Linked DNA regions of Zea mays: region 2 is linked to region 1. The links are chromatin contacts, called in public Hi-C maps. All regions are on one chromosome and are shown on one strand. Each heading gives the region's core, a stretch centred on a gene start, on an enhancer-like site or on the middle of the called end of the contact. The rest is flanking DNA. Distances are from core to core; before and after follow the strand shown.

Region 1 (6,074 bases), core at 781-3,280:
CTTAAAACACACTTAATTTTTGGAGACGGGTCTAAGGATCTTCTCAGGAGACCTTCTAGATTTACAACATGGTTGTTGTTTTTAATGACTCCACAAATATACAACCGCCTCTAGCTAGATTTTCTACTCCCTCTATTCCAAATTAAAATTTATCTTGAGTAATTAATAGATTCACACAATCACTACTGGAATTTGGCTCTTTACCGAATGTCAAATGTTTTATTGAGTGTTTTTTCGGGCACTCGGCAAAGAAGCTTTTTGTCGAGTGCTTTTTTTCAACACTAGGCAAAGACAATTTAAAAATCACATTTTAATACAGTAAATTAATTCAGATGAAAAAAATTTCAACTACAAATTTGTATAACTCATCATGATATACAATTTATATTTTGAACATTTCTTTATATGACAAAATAAAAGTAAATTTGTTCATAAAACTTATATCTCTCTCGTAGTTCATGAAACTACAAGAGAGATGTATAAGATTTGTGCATATTATTAGAACCATCATGTGGGATGAATAAATGGCTAAACAAATAAAATAAACTTTGTAGATCTTGAGAAGTTATAGAATTTTGTAGTTGGTAAATTTTTTATTGAAAGTCATCTTGTCAGCGAAAACTACGTTTGAATTAAAAAAAATTAAAATTTCAATTTTGAAAACGATCTCGAAAGAAAAAACTATCAACATGAAACTTGTATGTATTGAAGAATTATGAAACTTTGTAGTTGACAATGTTTTGATTTGAAATCATCTTGTCATACAAACCTATATTTAAATTTTGATTTTTTTTCAAACTACCTCGGATGGAAAAACCACCAAAATAAAATTTGTTGGTCTTGAAATGTAATGAAACTTTGTAACTGGCGATTTTTTGATTTGAAATCATCTCATCATAGAAAAATTCGTGTGAAGTGTTCAAATTTGAAATTCAAATTTTGTAAACAGCTTCTGATGTAGAAAATATCAAAATAGAAGTTGTGTATCTTGAAAAGTTATGCAACTCTATAGTTGACAACATTTTCAATTGAATTCATTTAGTGCCTCAAATAATCAAATTACTCTCGATTTGTTATAATATATGAGGAATGAAAACGTAATATAAGCACAATTGATGTAGTAGTGTAGTGGTAGAGGAAGTTATGCGCACGTGTGAGGTTGTGAGTTCGAATCTCACATTCACAAAATACGTAAATTTGAAATGAAAACGTAATATAAGCACAATTGATGATGTAATAGCGTAGTGGTAGAGCAGGTTATGCGCACACGTGAGGTTGTGAGTTCGAAGTTCGAATCTCATATTCACAAAACACGTAAATTTGATTAAAAATGGTGAAAATGATAGGACCGATGTGTAGAGCAATGGCGGTGGTTGGGGGGGAAGCTGTCTCCCTAATTTTGAAAAATGTTTTGCTGTTTTTTTGGGTTTTTTGTGATTCTTAATTTACCGAGTGTTTTTTGACACTCGCCCGAAAAAAGTACTCGAAAAAAAAATCATTTACCGATAAAATATTTGCCGAGTGTGGCTTTGCCGAGTGTATAATGGTCTTTGCCGAGTGTCTGAGACACTCGACAAAAAAGGCGAGTTCGGTAGTGAATATTTGATGTATGTGTTTTATATATGTGTCTAGATTTATCATCATATATTTAAATATATATAAAAAACAAGGCTAAAACTAATAGTACCGTGGGACGGAGGGAGTACTAGGTTTGTCTTCTAAAATCACTTATAAATTATTTAATTTAAAACATTTAAACTATATATATATATATTTGTATTAAAAAATACTTATAAAATCTCATACATTTGAAAGTGTATTTAGAAAATTGCGTTAAAGTGAATGCGGCACATATTTGTGATTGGAGGGAATATTCGGTCGCGTAAATTTAAACTCGAAACAAGCTGTCACGTACGTACTGTTTTCCAGCTCAACATACCAACCTGACGCGACGTCATGCACAGCTTCCGATATCACAACACACGGACACGGGGGGAAGGGCATGGGCCAACGGCCCACCATTCAGTGGCAATAACAAAAAGGCCCAGCGTCAGCCGTCTCGTACGTCACCCGGTTCATGGTTGCGAGAGAGGCGGCGCGGCCACGAGTCCGGGACCGGCTCCTCAGAAACCGGCCGCCTATCTCTCCCCCTTCCCTCCGTGTTCGTCGGCCCCGGCCCCATATTTTCTCTAGCCTTGCTCGTGTGGCTGGAAGAGTGGAGATCGGGGAAGCGTTTGTGTTGGGTACGTAGTACAGATCGTGATGCTTTCTTTCCTTGAGATCGTTGCATTGCGTCAGGGATTGATGTTAATATAGATTTGGGTTTCGTTGATCCTCACCTGCATTGCCGTGTTGCATGCGCGTGCACTCAGCACTCTGGACGGCCGAGCCCGACATGGACCGCGACGAGGAGGTGGGCCACGGCGACCGCTCGCTCCTATTCATCGGCGATGAGGACGATCTCGGCGTCGACCGGGACGGCGGATCCCCGCCGACCTCCTCCGACGATGGATCATTCTCCGACCGGAGCGACGCCGAGACACGCGCCGGCCATGTCCGGCGTCGCGACGGCGGCGAGCGTGAGGACACGCCCGAGGACGGCCAGAATGGCGCGTGGCCGCAGAGTTACAGGTTCGTCAACCAGCCGCCTCGCCGTCCACATCTCTTCCACGATTCGGAGCTGACGCCGTTTCCTCGGCGGCGTTCTCGTTTCGCATGCAGGCAGTCGATCGACATGCTGAGCGCGGTGCCGTCGCCGACGATGAACTCGATCATGGCAGCGAGCCCGAGCCTGACCAGATTCGGCAGCTCCTTCCTCAAGGCCGGGAGCTCCTTCTTCCTGAGGAAAGGCGAGGGCTCGGGGCTGCCGCTCACCAGGCCGCTGCTGCCGCCCTCGCTCCCGCAGCTGTCGCAGTCGTCGTTGCACCCGCAGCCGCGGCCCGTGAAGCAGTCCACGGACAGCCTCGCCCAGGCGCCGCGGTGGCCGGCTGCGCACGAGGCGGAGCTGCCCGAGAGACCCTCCAGGCAATGCCTGAAATCCGATTATATCGAGCTTCCTCCGCCTGCTAGCAAGTGCAGCAGGAACCAATCAATCATCAATGGTGCGTGACCAGTTGGATCTTGAATTCTCAGGTGTTAGAGTAATCAGCTTATGGAATCAATCATCAATGCTGGTCGAATTTCTAGGGTTCAATGTGCTGTGCGGCGTTGGAATTCTCACCACGGCTTATGGAATCAAGGAAGGGGGATGGCTAAGCCTCCTGCTGCTCCCCTTGCTGGGTGGCAGCTCGTGCTACACGGGCTTGCTTCTCAAGAGGTGCATAGACAGTTCGCCCAACATTGAGACATACCCAGACATTGGACAAGTCGCTTTCGGAATCTTTGGTCGGATCTTTGTATCGGTGTGTATACCTTGAAAAACACAGATTTCTCTTCGAAAGTCAGCTCACCTGTTGTTTACCTCACTGATCGCATCTCTTTTTTTCAGGTTGTCCTGTACATGGAGCTTTATGTAAGTGTGCTCTCTGAACTCTAAAACTTATTGTGAATGGCCTTGGTTGTCGAACACAAGTGATTTTTATGTATATATTTTTTTTGCAGGCAAGCTGCGTGGAGTACATTACGCTGCTAGGAGACAGCTTGTCGTCAGTGTTTCCCTCAGCGCATTTAGCTTTCACTGGCATCGACCTGAACGCGCACAATCTCTTTGCAACCACAATGGCCTTGGCAATCCTCCCATCAGTCTGGCTCAGGAACCTCAGTCTCCTCTCATATCTTTCTGGTATGTAAAAAAATGTGGAATTGCTTCTTACTCCCTCTGTACTGATCATAGGAATGTAGTTAGAATTGACTCGTATCACTGATAGTTCAGTCAGTTTATGATCAACAAAAGTAATCTTTGAGCGAAAGAAGGATTGTTCCTGACTCCTGACCGTCTCTGTATGTACTCAGCTGGAGGCGTGATCGCGACGATCACGGTCATCGTCTGCCTATGCTGGGTTGGCATCGGAGAAGGAATTGGGTTTCGCTTTTCCGGTGCTGTAGTGAACGTGACCCACCTTCCAGTGGCACTCGGCCTGTATGGGTACTGCTACTCAGGACACTCGGTGTTCCCAAACATCTACTCGTCCATGAAGGAGCGCTCGCAGTTTCCATTCGTGCTCATGTTCTGGTAAGCGGTGCTCTTAACTTTGTTGCTTCTTGTTAACATGGGCCGCCTTCTTGTTAACACAAAATGCCATCCTGCACCGTTTTCAGCTTCACGGTGGTAACGCTTGTGTACGCCGGAGTTGCGGTCTCAGGGTTCCTGATGTTCGGCGAGTCCACTATGTCACAGTTCACCCTAAACTTGCCACAGCAGTACATCCCATCCAAGATTGCCATTTGGATGACGGTGCGAGGGAAAACCACACTTTACCATTCTGCCATCGCGTTCAGAATGAAGACGACGAGATGCTAATTTCATTGCTTTTGTTTTTTTTTTGTTGCATTTTTCTTTCTGGTTCCAGGTTGTGAATCCTTACACAAAGTATGCACTGACGATGACGCCGGTCGCCTTGTCGATAGAGGAAGCCCTACCAAAGAAGATGCAGAGTTACCTGGTCGGAATGCTCGTTAGGACATGCCTCGTCCTCTCAACCGTTGCGGTGGCTCTGCTTTTCCCTTACTTTGGTGAGTAGTAGTAGTCTTTCTCGGTTTAACTGAATGATCCTCCCCTCCATTTTTAAATTTTAAGATGTTTTTTTTTGACTTTTTCCTACCCTCCTCTGGTTTCTCAGCCCTGGTGATGGCACTGCTTGGATCCGTGTTCACAATGCTCGTGGTAGGTTCTGGAGAACATTTCACCTACACTTCTGCGGTGGATTTCTCTACTTTGGCCATTTGAAAGAAGTTGATAAAAAAAATGTGCTTGATGATGATTTATACAGGCCTTGATACTCCCATGCGCATGCTACCTCTCCATCAAGAAGGGCGCAGTGCCCTTGTGGGAGGTAACCACCAACTAGAAACGCGCGGACCAACAAATACAGGATTGGAACCTGAAACTGCTCAACACTGAGTATCTATGGTCATTTTCTTTGCAGATCATCCTGTGCATAATCATCATAGCGATTGGCGTTGTGTGCGCGTGCATCGGCTCATTTACCTCGATCAACCAGATGATTAGCAGCAGATAGTGTCTGCGTAGCTGTTGCAGATTCTTTCTTTCCAATGTTGACAGAGCTGAAACTAGCAGTCTGTCGTTTTTTTTTTGTTTTTTTGTTTTTGCAGCTACGTTTATTTGTTCCTTCTTTTTGACAGAAAAAAGAAACTCGGTAAGAAAGTTTTTCTGTAACAGGGTGAAGTTATATTTCAGGCAATCATGATAGTAATTCTTTTGCGTACAATTATGAACCACAGGATGAAGTTATACTAATTTTTCCGACAGCTATGGACACATATGAACCACAGGATGGCCACACAACAGGCACATCTCCGATCTCTCACCATGACACTTTTTTTTGTTTTGTTTTGGGGTTGCTGTTGTTGGGAAACTAGTCAGTATATATGGCACATGTGATGGACATCACGTCCTCACCTACCAGGGCGCTACAGCTCCAGGCCCACATGGGCCGAGCCACAGCCCACATCCACCGAACGGGGTGGGGGGGCCTACGCGCTACGGCCATGGATAGATGCGCACCGCTTGCACGAGCTAGTCCCTCCAGCACACGAGCATGGTGACGCAGCGGCGCATGATGTAGAACCTGGCCCTCTGCTCCTTCACCAGGCCCGCCAGGCGGCCCGGCACCGACCTGCCCGCGGCGGCCCTGGACGGCCGGCTCTTCAGCCCCGCCGCCGCCGACGCCGACGCCGACCTCCGGCTCCCCTTCTTGGAAAGCGGCGTCTTGCTCTTGTCGTCCATGTGCATCTCCATCTCTTCCTGTACGAGCTCTCTGCAGTGGCAGTTGTTCTTGGAAATGGTGGAAGCTTGCAATGTGTGGCTCTCTCTCTCTCTCTCTGGAGTCTGGTTGCGGTTGGCTTGTTGCAGATGGAGTGGAAAGCGAAGAGTGAGGTGGTGGTATTTATAGGCC
Region 2 (5,971 bases), core at 3,065-5,564, 92 kb before region 1:
CGATTTAGGTGTTGTTTGTCGAAGTGATCAAGCAACATCTATCATCTCTGTTGGATCAAAAGGACCTACCACTTTCATGTGTGGTCTCTTTTCCTTGACTTTGATGGTGACTTCAAACATACACGTTCCCTTTGCATCCTTTGTGTAAAGGTGAAGCCTTGAAGCTTCTAGTGTTGAGAGCCAGCTAAGTAGTTCTCAAATGGAGATTGACTTTTTCTGCTGCTGAGATTGCAGGAGTTTGTTCATTCACTCTCTTATTAATCCCTGTATCCCTTAACCATGTGGAAAATTCATCTCGCATAAAGAAACGGATGAACCACCTGACCAAACGGATTTTTACCCAAATGCATGATCAACTGTTAATAAGAGTGAACTCTCAACCCTTGGCTTACCGATGGTACTGAGAGGACTTGCTCGATGTCATAAGTAGTTCAATAAGTTGGTTTTACTAACTTGTAACTGCCCAATGAACAAAGGTTGAGTTTAGAGATCGTTTTGTCGAGTTTTCTAAACTCACTTTGGTTTAACCCATCCTAAGAAAGTTCTTACAAAGATCAAGTTAAAGTCGACTGATAGTCACCTAATTATCGCTCTAGTCATGCCTCGATCGCCTCACGTGTGCTTTTCCAGCATGTGTGATCAAGTCGAGCCATGATGAGTGCTCGATAAAATGGGTTGGTTGCGAAGGCAGCATTTACAGATCCCTCCGCTGGTGATTTTTTCAAGTCTTTATCATTTTTCTTGGACTTGGATTCTCTGGCTAGCCACGAGTTAACTGTGATATTATTCGACATCCACACTCGTCTCATGTATTATGAACTTATTGTGACCACTTGTTGGTAAATCTCTTTCTGTGTGTTTTACCCAAGAGGTTGCATCTGATTCTGTTTGGGTAAAATCGCATATCTGTCGCTTGCTCAACAGACTCAGATAGTACAGTGTCATCAAAAAAGCAAATTGCACACATGGAACCTTATGTGTTCCCCTGGCAGACATCATCTCTATTGGTGGACATCTCTAAATTAGCCTAAGGCGATATGTGTTATGTCCACTAGAGAAACAACCTTCCGAGACACTCATCTTTGTTTGGAATTGTCTTATGATTATCACTGATATGGACATGGGTTACATGTTTCTCTAATCTTAAAAGTCTTTCGCTCTGAATCTCGGGACGAGATTCTTTTAAGGGGGAGGGTTGTAACACCCCAGGTGTTTATATTCTGCTCGACAACGAGTATGGATTTAATCACGTAATATCTGTGGATAAAACAGATGCTAAATTTTAATCATCTTCGCCTATCGCAATTTTAATATCGCATCTGTTTTTGTCTATTTTGACTCTTCCTAAGTCTTCGCGAAATTTGGAACGTAATTGTTCCAAAAATTTGTGAGTCATGTGCCTAATTAAAATCTATCGAGTTTGGTGTCGTTTTCATTTGATAATCTAAACAACTAAAGAGGGTTCATGAAGCTTTTGGATTATCGAATCCTCGTCGCTGGCGAATTTTGAACTGTTTGGATCACACGCGTAAGTGAATACAAAAATCAGAAGACTTCTGATTTTATGTAAAATTTGGAGCCCCGTGCTATCCGAAACGAACAATGTGCACAGCTTCTCGCCCACATGTGCGATGCGTGTCGTCGCTTCCGGAACGGATCGCACTCTCGATGCCGCATCGATATCGCACATTTATTTCGCGATATGTTGAGTCTTGTGTCCGTTTAAAATTCATCGCTCGCGCGAATACGAATTCGGAAGCTCAACCTGCTCTTGCGATTTTTATTCTGGGCAAATTAATTTGAACTCGACGACTAAAATGTTCGGGGCAAAATAATCGGAATCGCGCATTGTCCGAGAGAAATCGTGCGCGAGGTTACGATCCAATTTATCCTTCAGCACGCTGTTTTGGCGACGAAATCGCGTATACATTCGCAGATATGGTTCCGGCTAATTTCAGTCTAATCGCAGAGCAAATATCGATGCCGAAACCAGTTTATTTTGGTCTGTCGTTTCTCGCCCGGATCCAAATCTTTGGATATAAGTAACTGGTAAAAATCCCTCTGAATTCCAGAGTATCTGCTAAATTCTATCCGAATTTTATATCTAATACCGTCCTGATCCAACTTGTTTATGTCTCTTTTAACCCTGATCTCAAAATTGGGGATATTTGTATCACTTGTGTTATAAAAGAGAAAAGAAATAAAAAAAGGAAAATATCACTCCATCTCTATCCCGTGACTCTCTCTCTGTTTTTTTTTACTCCACCGCTTTGCATTTTCCTTATCCCTGTCGCGCAGATTTTTTTTGCAGCACGAAGATTTTTTTTGTTCCATCGCGCAGGGGCCCTTGGGCCTTGGCCTTCTCTTCAGGCCGCACGCTCGGCACCAGAGCAAAAAAAAATCCCGCCGCGCCCAGCTCCTGCTAGCCCATGGTGCGTAGCTCCTTCTGCTCCCTGTTCCCCAACGCGTCTTCTTCCCTAGCGCGCCGTCCCTGCTCGCCCTCTGCTCCACCGAGCTCCAGCGCCGCCGTTCTCTCTCTAGCGCCCAGCTCTGCCATGGCCGCGCCGGTTTGGAGCTTTCTGCCGCGCCCTGCTCGCCCCATGTCCGAAGGCAGCCGCTCATTCATCTCCCTCCTCGCGTCCTTGGCCTCTGCTCGGACTCGCGTCCTTGGCCTCTGCTCATTCTTCTCCCTCCTCGCGTCCGAAGGCAGCCGCTCATTCATCTGCCCCAAGCGCGAAGCTCTCTGCTCGGATTTCTTCCCTGCGTTGGTCTCTCCTCTACTCGGTCGCCATCCCTAAGCCGCGCCAAGTTTCCTGCTCCACTCCGTCACCGCTTCCTGCAGCCATGGTCGCCGTGGAGTTTCATCCCTGCGTGCAGGTCCTCTCATGGCGTCCAGCCGCTGCTCCTTGCTCGCCCGGATCTCCCTGCTTGCCCATGCCGCGCGCAGCCAAGCTAGTCCCTGCACGCAAGCTGTCTGTTGGCCGAGCTCCATCGTGTCGAATCTCCAGCTCGCCGTGGTCTACTGCTTCATCTCTTTCTCGTATCGTTCGGTCTGTGCGTCCCCTTTCCCTACTATGGTGGTGGGTCGCTGTTGCTCGGCTCCTCCGCTGATGCGCGTGATTTGCCGGCCAAGTCCCTTCACCGGTGATCTCCTCGCCGCGTGCGCTGGTCGCCTTGTGTGCTCGGCCACGGGCACTGTCGAGTCGTCGAATCCTGCCCTCCCCAACTCGACGCTCCTTACATAGCCGTCATTGTTCGTATTCAGTGGCGGAGGACGCCAGAAAATTTAGGTATTACTAACAATGAAAACTAAAAATTTATAACACTGTTTAAAACAATTTGTAGCTACAAAATAAGCCCTTCTAACATCATCTCTAAAATTAGGAGTAAAAGAATCGATTGGAATAGGAAGTCTCGGATCAAAAATAATGTGATCCGGGTTGAACTGATTTATACCTTCTACTTGATCATTAACATTTTCACCATTGACATCTTCACTATTATTCTCTTAAACTCCAACTTATATTCCGGGTCCATTACAAACTCCACTAGCGCGAGTGCTTAGTCTACTTCCACTAGCGCGAGTGCTTAGTCTACTTCCACTAGAAGCTTGACTGAAATAGCTTTTTAAATCTGTCATTTTACGAAGCATATAACATGTATTAGATAATTAGAAGACATTACAACAGCTAACATAGAATGTTCACATAATATAGAGAGATACTTTTTTGGGCCATATTCTTTGCCTTATTTTTTTTATATCCAAGACTGTTATTTAGAAATTGGAAAATCTGCACATTGAAAAATCTAATAGAATAGACACACATAATCAAATACTCACGCGTATAATCAAATAAATACTCATGCGCTACCTTTTAGGCTATCGGATGGGACAAGCAGACAAGCACTCAAACTCAAGCAGTATGTACTCAAGCAACTAATGAAGTAACGAACTAATTACTAAAGCAAGCAGGAAGCGGCCCGGGACAAATAGCCACAGCCTGCAGCCGGCCGCCGGGCTGGACATCGGACAGGCGGACAACTGGACAAGCAGGCAGAGGCAGACAGCAGCCGAGCACGCTGGCTGGCCGGGCGCCTGGGCGAGCAGCGAAACGCAGGAGCGGCCGAGCGGGACTGCCGTCTGCCGAGCAGCCGACTAAGCCGAGCAGAACGCCGTCGGAGATGAGGAGCAGGCGAGCAGCTGAGCAGGCCGTCTGCGTCTGCCGAGCGGTCGGCGGCCAACGGCCGTGCGGGTGTGGACGCGCCTGCGGCCGTGCGGGTGCGGCTCAGCGGGCAACGGATGTGTGCGGGACACGGAAAACCCTAATCTAATCTTTTAGTGGGCCGGCACAAGGTATTGCCTAGGCAATATTGAGTCATACTGGGCCTTCCGCCCCTGTTCGTATTCCTCCCAGCGCGCGCGAGCTTCACTGTTTGGTTGTCGTTGCGCAGGCTCCTTTGTTGGGCTCGCCAGCCGCTGTTGTCCTATCCACGTCAGCACACGACCGTGGTCGTGTTCGTCGAGTTCGCTAACGCTCTTTTGCCGATTCGACTATCGTCGCTGCTGCGTGCCACGCTGCATGCTCGCGTTTGCCATCGAGCTGTTGAACACGTCCTCCCTTGCTCGTGACTTCGTCGTTGCCAGAGCCCTCAGTGGATTCGTGTCCTCGCCAGCTCGCTCCAAACTCGATCTCGTCGTCGTTCCGTGCATCATCAAGAAATCCCAATAATCGGGTGAAGACGGAGTTAGCAGCGTGACGTTCACCAAGTACTCGACGCAAGAGCTAAACCAGAATCCTTGCCGTGTTCGCGGATAGCGCGTCAAATTTAATCGTGGGTAAGCCGATCCATATTTCCTTTAGCTTAATTATTGAATTAGTTCGATGAATGCGATGTGATTATTTTCACGATTTCGAAGTAGTCGCGTTGGGTAGGTTTGAGATGTTCATTATGTGACGTACAGTAAATTAGTGAATGAAGTTTAAATTTAGTATTTTAAAATGTCTAAACAATAATATTATTAGTATTACTTATGACAAATTCTAATTGTTTGATAAAATTAATGGTAGGTTATATATGATAGCTTAGAGTGGTATGTAATTTAATCCAGTCGCATGGTCTAAAAAGTGATGTGCTTTTATTCTTGTTCTAGATTTAAATTCCTTAGACCACTAAGTTTAGAATTTAATTAATTAACTGATAAATTATGTTTAGGCTAATTATGTTTAATGTGTATGATTTGTTGTTCGTGATGTTTGCGTTAGGTTCGTTTAATTTAGAGAAGCGTGACTATTGCGCTTAGTCGTACGTCGGTAACTGGTGTTTCCGTATAAAATTGTACAACGCCTCGCCGCTAGGTATTTAATTCGGTATTGCGTAGCACTATTTAGGTTTATGATATTCCTGTCTATATGCATTCATGTGCATAATGCATTCCATTCAGGTACGTTAATTACTCTTGTGATGTCGAGAACATGAGCCAAGTCGACCCCAATATGTTGTTAAGCGTGGGCTTATTCGCAAACTGAAGATGGACAGACGAAACAAGTATCAGAATAAAAGCTGATCGCCAAGTGGACATCGTCTAACAAACACTAACCTAGTGTTCTTCCAGGCAAGACCCGGTGCATGCAACTCCTTGTGTTTTAAATAATTTTTACACACTTTAAGTCTAGCGAAATGTGCATTAGGTTTATAGGAGTTGCTTGGAAACCCTTTGCATTGTCTACCTTGATATCCATACCTTTATAGATACTTCTGATGAAGTATCAAAATATGAATTACAAAAATGCTTATCTCTGCTTAGATCTTGTGGATAGAGGTTGTCTTTTGCATTAAGGCCTAGCTTAGGGGTTATCCTGAGGAAAGATGGCTTCTACCTGCAAGAATATTTTTCCATTGCGAGCGTGGTGGGATCTTACTACAAAGTTCTCTATAATGCTCTTTTCATCCTAAGGAACACAAACAATCC

What was found. A called contact is a pair of places that touch in the nucleus more often than the background predicts.
Region 2: a contact with region 1 is called in a Hi-C map of ear, with 4 times the contacts expected there. The contact joins the enhancer-like site here to the promoter of LOC103640076 in region 1. A contact is called at or near these places in 4 of 25 Hi-C or Micro-C datasets (ear, endosperm, leaf and 1 more).

The regions. Positions count from the first base shown.
Region 1 is chr1:159,868,569-159,874,642 of Zm-B73-REFERENCE-NAM-5.0, reverse strand. It overlaps LOC103640076, which reads left to right and starts at 2,030. Exons shown (of 12, transcript XM_008662727.3): 1 at 2,030-2,243; 2 at 2,373-2,631; 3 at 2,722-3,101; 4 at 3,187-3,401; 5 at 3,488-3,511; 6 at 3,601-3,781; 7 at 3,952-4,171; 8 at 4,258-4,393; 9 at 4,509-4,671; 10 at 4,779-4,822; 11 at 4,929-4,991; 12 at 5,085-5,427. The coding sequence starts at 2,078. The coding sequence ends at 5,177.
Region 2 is chr1:159,962,629-159,968,599 of Zm-B73-REFERENCE-NAM-5.0, reverse strand. No RefSeq gene overlaps it. Among protein-coding and RNA genes, the nearest start is that of LOC103640076, 93 kb to the right of the region's middle. Within about 2 kb of position 4,314, at least 9 of the 20 cell types and tissues checked have an H3K27ac peak or open chromatin away from gene starts, as enhancers often do. A contact at or near this core is called in ear, where this site is marked.